Regions from separate parts of the Mus musculus genome. Here regions 2 and 3 are each linked to region 1. Evidence: chromatin contacts called from public HiCAR-type and HiChIP or PLAC-seq data. All regions are on one chromosome and are shown on one strand. Each heading gives the region's core, a stretch centred on a gene start, on an enhancer-like site or on the middle of the called end of the contact. The rest is flanking DNA. Distances are from core to core; before and after follow the strand shown. Region 1 holds the start of Tmf1 (TATA element modulatory factor 1). Region 2 overlaps Slc25a26 (solute carrier family 25 (mitochondrial carrier, phosphate carrier), member 26). Region 3 holds the start of Magi1 (membrane associated guanylate kinase, WW and PDZ domain containing 1).

Region 1 (2,700 bases), core at 165-2,664:
TCCACAGCTATGAGGAATGAAGAGTGTTGGGGAAACTGAACTGGGAACAGAGTTTTACATTTATTTGTTCAGTGTGTGAAACCAGAAAACAAAGCTTAAGGCAAGATTAGGTCTTCGAGGTAGCTAATTAGCATCCTCACGGATACCAGGGTTTAACTTTGCCTCTTGAAAAATGTGGTACAAAATTATAGTAACCACACATCCACTTAAACTATTCCTATTCTTCAGACCCATGTTGTTTTGTAATCTAAAACACAACAGATGATCAATGAAAATAGCATTCAAGAAAGCATATTCCATTTCAGACAACCTGCCCTCTAAAATAAATTATACAGCACTATCCATGTCTCAGATTTCGCCCGGGGCGGGGGATAATGAGTATCTTTTTATTTGAAACATCTGATCTTAAGTTTAGTAACTCCAGCTCTGGGGTCCAACCACAAAAAGGCGAGCTTCCCAATAGCAAGGTGCCACAGAGAATGAAATAAGATCACGATATATCTACAGTCATACATAAACTACGTTATCAATGATTCAACTTAGGTCCCGAGTTTTCAACAATGTACATCTAAAACCAGAAACCACAGTTAACTTTCATCCAAAGGTTTGCCCCAGTGTCTGTTGCTACACACGAAAAGTGCTCCAGACTCCCTTAGACGTAAAGACACAAGCAACCGAATAATCCTGGAAAGAGTAATTTCAGTTCATCTGAAAGATCTGGTGCTGCAAAAAGGGCTACAGTTGGGAACTCTTGGAGCACAAATTCTCTTGGGACTCTGCCCCGTACAGACTGTGCCTCACCTGGAGAAAGTTATGCATTCTGAGTTTCGGTTAGCTCCTCTGTAGAACACGGGGTCTACCATCCCTGACTCGGGTTGTTTTGAGACGGTGAACTTTTTGTAAACAAAGTCTTTTGTGTTCCTTAAACGCTTCCCGCGGGGCTCCGGGACTGGGGATTTACAAGGCTCGGACCTAGGGCGCCAAGGCGGAAGACGCCTAGCAATTGGGGATCTGGGGCTGTGCTCCTGACTCTGTAGTCAGGGGCCTGGGGCCAGGACCAGAGCTCGAGCTGACACCTGAGGTCAGCAGGACCCGCACCGGGGCCGAGGCGTGCGGGACTGGGGTCCGACAGCAGGCAGGCAGGCAGGCGCGACACCCCGGGACCCGCTTACCCGGCTCGCCGTACGGGATGGCCTCGGCCCAGGCGCTCGGCTCCTCCTCCTGGATGTCCAGGACCCTGTCGATGGACTTCTGGGCCTGGGACAGGGCCTGCTTGGCGAAGCTGGACAACTGCGAGGCATTGAACCAGCTCATGGCCCCTCCTCAGCGCCGGCTCCGGCCGGCTCCGGCGGCCTCAGCGGCGGCCCCGGCCCCACCGCCTCCCGCGGCCGCGCGGCGCTGCGAGCCTTCCGCACAGCTGAGCCGGGCCCCGCCGCGCATGCGCCGCCCTTCCACGTACACAACCACCAGATCCGGGAGCCGAGTTCCGCCCAGACGGAAGGACGGAGGCGGTAGCGTGAAGCCACATCCGGGAGCGGAGCGGAGCCCTTAGTTACCAGCCGCCTCTGGGCTTCATGGCCGTTCTCAACTGAGGGACGCGATCTGCGCCGAGGCCCAGACCTCCGGGAGCGACCAGAGCCGCGTGTGCCTCGCTATAATCCCGGCGGCTAGGCCTCACACTTATTAATCTTGGTACTCAAAAAGTAGTTGGCCAGTTCTCGCCTGGCCTGGATGTCTATGCCTGACTTGATGGGCACGGTCCCCAGGTCCTGGAACATTAACAGATGAAACCACCTCCCTCTCAACCTAATTCTGTCATCTGAATGGCGTTCATCAGCACACTCCTATGTTAAGAGGTGGGGCTTTAAGGAACTTTCTGGGTCACGAGATGACTGTGACACCCACGGGAAAGAGATGAATGCCCTATTAAGAGGTGCCTACGCCCTCTCAAGCATAACATACCAAGGTCACGCCAGCCATGAACTAGAAATAGATGGCTCTCATCAGCTGTGCTCGTCTTGGACCTCCCAGTCACAAGAACAGTAAAAATCAAGTTTCTGTAGCCTATGAGCCAGCCACTTTATGGCAGTTTGTAACAGCGGTTTGGATGGGTTAAGCCACTTGGCAAGCAATAAAATATTAACCCATCAGTACATACTGTGCACACTGCCTAAAAGATACAGCTTGTATGCTCTCTTTCCCACACTTGGTCATGGGAGAAAATTTAAAGTCGATGGCCTTCCTTGTCCAGTCAGCAGCTGTTTGGTTTGGTTCTAATAATGCTAAAGAAAAATTTTCTACCAGCATTTAAAGGCTAAATTTAATTCAAGCATTAGCCCTTTGTGAAAAGAGACTCCTACCCTACACAAAGAACCACGGGTACTTAAGGAATGCCGAAGCTAGGAATGGGGTAAATCTTCCCCTGGGAAGGTTACACACTACCAAATGAGCAGCCCCGAAATCATCATACAGACTGAGGGTTGTACTAATTAATGCATTTGAGAACGCATATGTATACACACTTATATACTTAACAGTTAATAAAAGAGACTTAATTTGAGAGAGAGCAATAGAGGTCTATGAAAAAGTTTAGAGGGACGGAAGGGAAAGGGGAAATGTAATTTTATCCCCCAAAACATTCCCTAGGACTACCAGAACTACTAACAGGATGGCTTAAAATGACAGAAATGCTTTTGTGGT
Region 2 (2,700 bases), core at 159-2,658, 2.6 Mb before region 1:
CAATACAGCTTTTTTTTCCCCCTGACCTTTTCATCATAAAAATCTTAGCTGCTTTTCTACTTCTCTGAAGAGACACTGTGACCAAAACAATTCATAAAAGAAAATGTTTATGGTGGCTTGCAGTTGCAGAGGGTTAGAGTCCATGATAATACCAGGCAGTAAGTGTTCAACGAGCAAAACACTGTCTACCATGTTCCCCAGCTCACACCTGCTGTGGTGTTTGCATGATTCCAGCTTATTGTGTGAACAGCATAAACATGCTTTCAGTAATTTAAATTGATGCTGGGCACGGTGGCACACACCTGCAATCCTAGCACTAGGTATCTGAGGAAGCATGATCCTGGGTTTGGGGGTAGCCTGGACTATTGTTAGCCCCTGTCTCAAAACATGTTCCACCCCTTCAATTAAAGTAGCGCACAGGTAACAGCTAGTATCTTCCAAAGGTGGGTTATGGATAAGGACTTTGAAAAGAACTAAGGAAGTTGACATATATTGTTCTGGAATAATTATAAAGTATTGTATTATATGCTTAGAGTTATATGGGAAATATGCAAAATATTTCATTGTCATAAATTTGTTATCTTTATTTTACCTTGTGGGTATGAAATCGTCCTTGAAAATGCTTCCTTTGAGAACCGTAATGTAGCTGCCACCCGTACTTTTTTGACTAATTTTAGAATGCTGTTAAATCCTTGGGAAAGTCACTTATGTCACCATTGAGGAATGCTTCCAAAATAGATTCTCACTTAAGTTCCATCCCAAGCTAAACCCACAGCAGGTTCTGATAAACTCCAAGATGGAATAACTTGTATTTTTCTTTCTCCTTCCACACAGGCCCTCTGGGCGTGGCGGCGGGGTCATGTGGTGGATTCTTGGCAGTCAGCAGTCTGCGGAGCTTTTGCAGGTGCAAGGGATTATATTGTACTGGGAGAGACCGGAGTGTGTGTGTGTGGGGGGGGGGGACGTGAATGTGAAAATGCTAGCTGTGCAAAACAGCATTCCTCAGGAATTCCAGATCGTTAGATGAAGACAGCTTCACTGCTATTTACGAAAAGAATTATCTTAGAGGGGAAAAAAAAAACCCGTTAGAGGTGTCTGCTTCAATGACAACCAATTTGTCTTTGACAAATTTTTCTCTCTCTTTTTATCTTTATTAAAGCCTCACTCGGGCCCTTGGATTATCTTAAGGATAATTTATAAAGCACTCTGTGGGAGTGGGGGTGTGCTGCACAGCTGTCTGCTAGGAGCAGTGTTGTGGGTGATCCGAGATTCACAGCCCATGTGACATGTTTGACAGTGCGGGAGATTAATTACTATTGGGAGAGCAGGGGCCACTCCACAGCTTCCTGCAGGCTGAACTGCATGGAGCAGGAAATACAGCCTTGTGAACATCTGGGCATTCTGGAGACATTAAAGCAAGAGCAGAGTGCAGTGTGCAGTACCATGCTGCCTATCATGAAGTCCCGAGAACACTGGTGCTTTAAAGGATGTAGTAAGTGGTAAGTTCAGCCCCTAAGAGAAAGAGAAATGCAGGTAGCTGCAGTTGCAGTAAAGCAAATGGAACTTGGCCAGAGAATTGTAAGGGGTTTAGAGGCAATGCTGGTGAACAGATGGACAGGTAGGTTGGAAGATCAGCAACTTTAGGGGAAAATGATTGTTTTCCAAGTTCTATATCAATTGTTGGATTTATTTATTTCCATGTACTGATTAGGGCAGTAGAAGTCATACATTTTATAGGTTCCTTTGTTAATAATTTAAATCTATTTAAGTTGTGGAAGTAATCACCAAAACTAAGCACTTTCCCTGGAGATGGGGTATCAGCACACACAGATGGGGAGGGTAATAGCTTCCATACCCGGATCGTCTGTGGCTCGGTTAGAGGAGGAGGTGGTCTTAATTCATTTTCCAGAGGTTAGGTTTGCTACCTAGCCCTTTAGAGAAGTTTATTTTTGTTGACTGTCTGCTTGAATTGGTCAAGGGACCAGGGGATGGTGGGGGTGGTGTTGGATGCAGAACACTAAGTAAACGTTATGGGAATTTAGTTGCCCTGGTCAAGGAAAGCCACTTCTTGGAGTTGAATACTTTCAAACAGTGGTTCTCAGCCAGCCTAGTGCTCTGACCCTTCATTACAGTTCCTTATGACCCCCACCCCCACCCCATAAAACTGTTTTTGTTGCTACTTTATAACTGTAATTTTTCTACTGTTATGGATATAAAGTGGATATCTGTGGTTTTCTGATGGTCTTAGGTGACCCCTGAGAAGGGTCATTCGACCCTCACATTGAAAACCACTGCTCTAAAACTTGTCCATCTTCAAGTAAGGGATAAGCATGTTCCGATAGAGACCCCACACCATGAGAGCAGAGATTCACATGCAGATACATTGATACTATGTGTTTGGGAAATGGCTTTCAATACAGTCCCCTTTGCATGACACATTTGTCAAAGGGGACAGTTTCTGTCACACTACCTCTGTAGTGAGAACCTACCATCAGAAGGTGGTAGTTCACTAAGGCTGCCGTGAGGCTGGGCTGGGATAGTGTCTGGAACCTAGGCTGGGCTTTCTGTCTGACAAGTGGCTGAGTCTCTGGTTTGGCCCCAGTTCCTGGAGAAGATGTTGGGCTCTCTGAGCACCAGTTCTCTGATCCGTAGCATAGCAATACTCACTCCTCCCTGAAGGGATGCAGTGCTATAATGTGT
Region 3 (2,700 bases), core at 110-2,609, 2.9 Mb before region 1:
GTTGCAGGATGAAGGCAAATTCTGTGATGGAAGAATTCCAATCAACCATAAATAGACCCTCTCCTTCCACGACCCACTCTCCAGTTCAGGGAAACAGGCAGTGGCAAGCCACCAGCTCCGTGAGCTCATCCATCCCGTAAGGGGCTGGGGGAAGCGTCCACCTTAGCCTCCCTCAGTTCCCCATCTGCCTTAAGGTGAAGGCGAGGCTGCGCAGCACTAGGTGGCTACGACCTAGAAGTTGGCAAACCAGACCTGGGAAGCATCTCCCCGCTTCCCGGCGCAACCCCGGCCCCAGCCCGCCACGCAGGTGGGCGCACAGCCCACAACCTCACAACTTTGAGTGCATCTGGTCCGGGCCTCAACTTTGGCTCACAGCACTCGGAGCAAACGGCGCCCCCTCAGGCCTCCCCTCTTTTTCGGGGTGCGCCCCCCAAAGGCACGCCCCGTCTTACCTTGTCTGACGGCTTTGAAGGTGACGGCCTCCTTGCAGCTGTCGATGACTCCCAGCACGTCATAGCGGGGCAAGCCGGACACCCGGACCCCCTGCACCTCCAGCAGCAGCTCACCTTCGGCCAGCTTCGGCCCCTCGCCACCGCCGGGAAGCCCCGCCGCCTCGGCCGCCGCCACCGCCCCCACGTACGGAAACTCCCCATGCTCCGCGCCCCCCAGGACCGTCACCCCCAGCTCGCCCTGGGGTCCCCGCTTCACGGTGCACTCGTGAACGCGGCCAGTCCAGTGGTTCTTCTTCTGGATCACTTTCGACATGATGAGTTACAGCCCCTCCTCGAAAACAAAATTCAAATTAAAGAAAAAAAGAAAAAGAAAAGAAAACTGCTAAAACGAGAGACAGGTGCCCCCACAGCACGAGCCCCCGGAGCGGCGGGCTCACGGGAGAAGCATCTCTCGGAGCGCGGGAGCGAGCTACTCGAGCCTCCTCGCCCGACTCTCTCGCGCTCTCAAGCCATCATAAAACAAACTTTCCGGGCTCCGTGAAGAGCCCTGCACGGGCGCCCGCGAGCTTTGTTTGCATTCCGGTGCCTCCGGGTCCGCGTTCCGGCGCCGACCGCGCTCCCGGGACCAGAGTCCACTCCGGCGCCGCCCGGGCCCGCTCTCCGCTCCGCGGCTCTCTCCACACACGCCGCGCCTGCTCCGCGCCGGCCGGCCGCTCCTCAGCGCGAGGGAAGCCCTTTCCAAGCTAGTTGCCGGGAGCCCTGGAGACGCGACGGCGCGGGGCGGGGGTGAGGGGACGCGAGGGAAGTGGCCGCGGCCCCTTTAAGCAGATACAAAGGCTCGGCTTGTTTTGTTACAGTTCATTCTACTCCGCGCGGCGGAGCGCAGCGGCCGGCTGGAGAGGAGACGCGCGCGCATGCGCCCGGCGGCCGCCCGCGGGCAGGCCCGCCCCACCCCTCCTCCTGGAAGGGAGAGATTCCAACGCGCCTCCCGCGGGGTCCTAGGGCCGACCCTTCATTGACGCCAACTTGCTCCTCTCCCTGCACCCCTAGAATTCCTCCTCTTGCAGTGTGGTCGGCTCAGCCAGAGCCTTTTGGGGGAACACGTGTGCTTGCCCGACTCCAGCTCTCGAACTTTTGGAACACAGAGAATTTGGCTTTGGTGTTTGCAAATCGTTTCAAACAGGTGGGGGCTGGGAGACCAATTCAGCGCGGGGCTCACACTCTTGCTGCCTACCCGGGTCCCTCCTCGTCCTCCGCTAGTGCCTGGCCACGCCATCGCTCACGCGCCTTCCGCCACATTTCCGCGCCTGCTCCCCGCCCAGGGGTTCAAGTCCACATGCGGAGCCTGGCTCTTGTCTCTGTGACCCTGAGGACCCGAATCAACAAGACCCACACACCCTCTGCATCCCTGTCCGCGCCCACCAAACGCACCTACACATACGCTCCCATCGTTAAACTTTGGGGCCAACTTTTTAGGACAAGGAAAAAACTGCCAGCGAGCGAGAAAAGCCAAAGCTAGCGTGGCCTTTTTACCTAAGACTTCTCGCTGGCCTCTCATTGTCCTTCCAGCAAAGGGGGCGGCGGTGGCCAGCCCCCTTTGGCTTCTAGGAGAGCCGAGAAACCTAAGCACTGCTTTGGGGAGTAAAGATCACCGCAGGGTGCGGGTCCTGCACAAGCGTGGGCGAGCCGGCCACCTCGGAATTCGCCGCCCAGAGGCGGGGTCCAGTAATCGGGGCACTGGTGAGGCCGGGACAGAAAGAACAGCCCCCACCGCCAAGAAGCCAGTGCAGTGGTGGCCCTAGCGGTTTTGTTTATTTTTCAGTGGTTTCCAATGAGTTCCTCTTTGGTCACGGACTTGAGAATCTACTAGATAAAAGGAGCTGAGTTGGAGCCACTCAGAGAGATGAGGATGTCACTGAGGTGGGTCGAGAGGATAGGTCTGAAGTTCAGATTCCGCAGGCATCTTAAGTACAACATTAAGTGAAGACCTTCCACTTGCCAAGGCTGGAGGAATACAATCACTCCCACCCCCACCCCCACCCCCTCCTCCACCCCCACCCCCACCCCACCCCACCTCACACACAGAGTTGTTAGAAATAATACATAGGCACTGGAAACTTGCAAAGTAAATAATTTATGGTGGCATATAAAATTTCACAGTCTGATAACTGGGGGGGGGGGGGGTGTCAGAGTCCTTAGTGGTTGGGGTTGTAATCCCCTCTCTAGAACATAAGCATACATTTAAGCT

Evidence for each region. HiCAR-type assays count read pairs that join an accessible place to other places. HiChIP or PLAC-seq counts read pairs in DNA pulled down with a chosen protein or histone mark.
Region 2: a contact with region 1 is called in an H3K4me3 HiChIP or PLAC-seq map of stem cell-derived neural progenitor cells, with 6 times the contacts expected there. The contact joins the enhancer-like site here to the promoter of Tmf1 in region 1. A contact is called at or near these places in 4 of 39 promoter capture datasets (the C10 cell line, cranial neural crest, hippocampal neurons and 1 more) and 3 of 115 datasets of contacts at active chromatin or transcription factors (astrocytes, large pre-B cells and stem cell-derived neural progenitor cells).
Region 3: a contact with region 1 is called in a HiCAR-type map of astrocytes, with 6 times the contacts expected there. The contact joins the promoter of Magi1 here to the promoter of Tmf1 in region 1. A contact is called at or near these places in 1 of 39 promoter capture datasets (hippocampal neurons) and 2 of 115 datasets of contacts at active chromatin or transcription factors (astrocytes and large pre-B cells).

The regions. Positions count from the first base shown.
Region 1 is chr6:97,177,710-97,180,409 of GRCm38.p6, forward strand. Tmf1 (TATA element modulatory factor 1) reads right to left here and starts at 1,415. Exons shown (of 17, transcript NM_001081111.2): 1 at 1,173-1,415. The coding sequence starts at 1,314.
Region 2 is chr6:94,591,578-94,594,277 of GRCm38.p6, forward strand. Slc25a26 (solute carrier family 25 (mitochondrial carrier, phosphate carrier), member 26) reads left to right here. Exons shown (of 10, transcript NM_026255.5): 7 at 835-904. Among named protein-coding and RNA genes, the nearest start is that of Mir7041, 13 kb to the right of the region's middle. Within about 2 kb of position 1,409, at least 50 of the 459 cell types and tissues checked have an H3K27ac peak or open chromatin away from gene starts, as enhancers often do. A contact at or near this core is called in stem cell-derived neural progenitor cells, where this site is marked.
Region 3 is chr6:94,282,558-94,285,257 of GRCm38.p6, forward strand. It overlaps Magi1 (membrane associated guanylate kinase, WW and PDZ domain containing 1), which reads right to left and starts at 1,360. Exons shown (of 24, transcript NM_001029850.4): 1 at 453-1,360. The coding sequence starts at 765. Gm31661 (a long non-coding RNA gene) reads left to right here and starts at 1,364. Exons shown (of 5, transcript XR_377886.4): 1 at 1,364-2,372.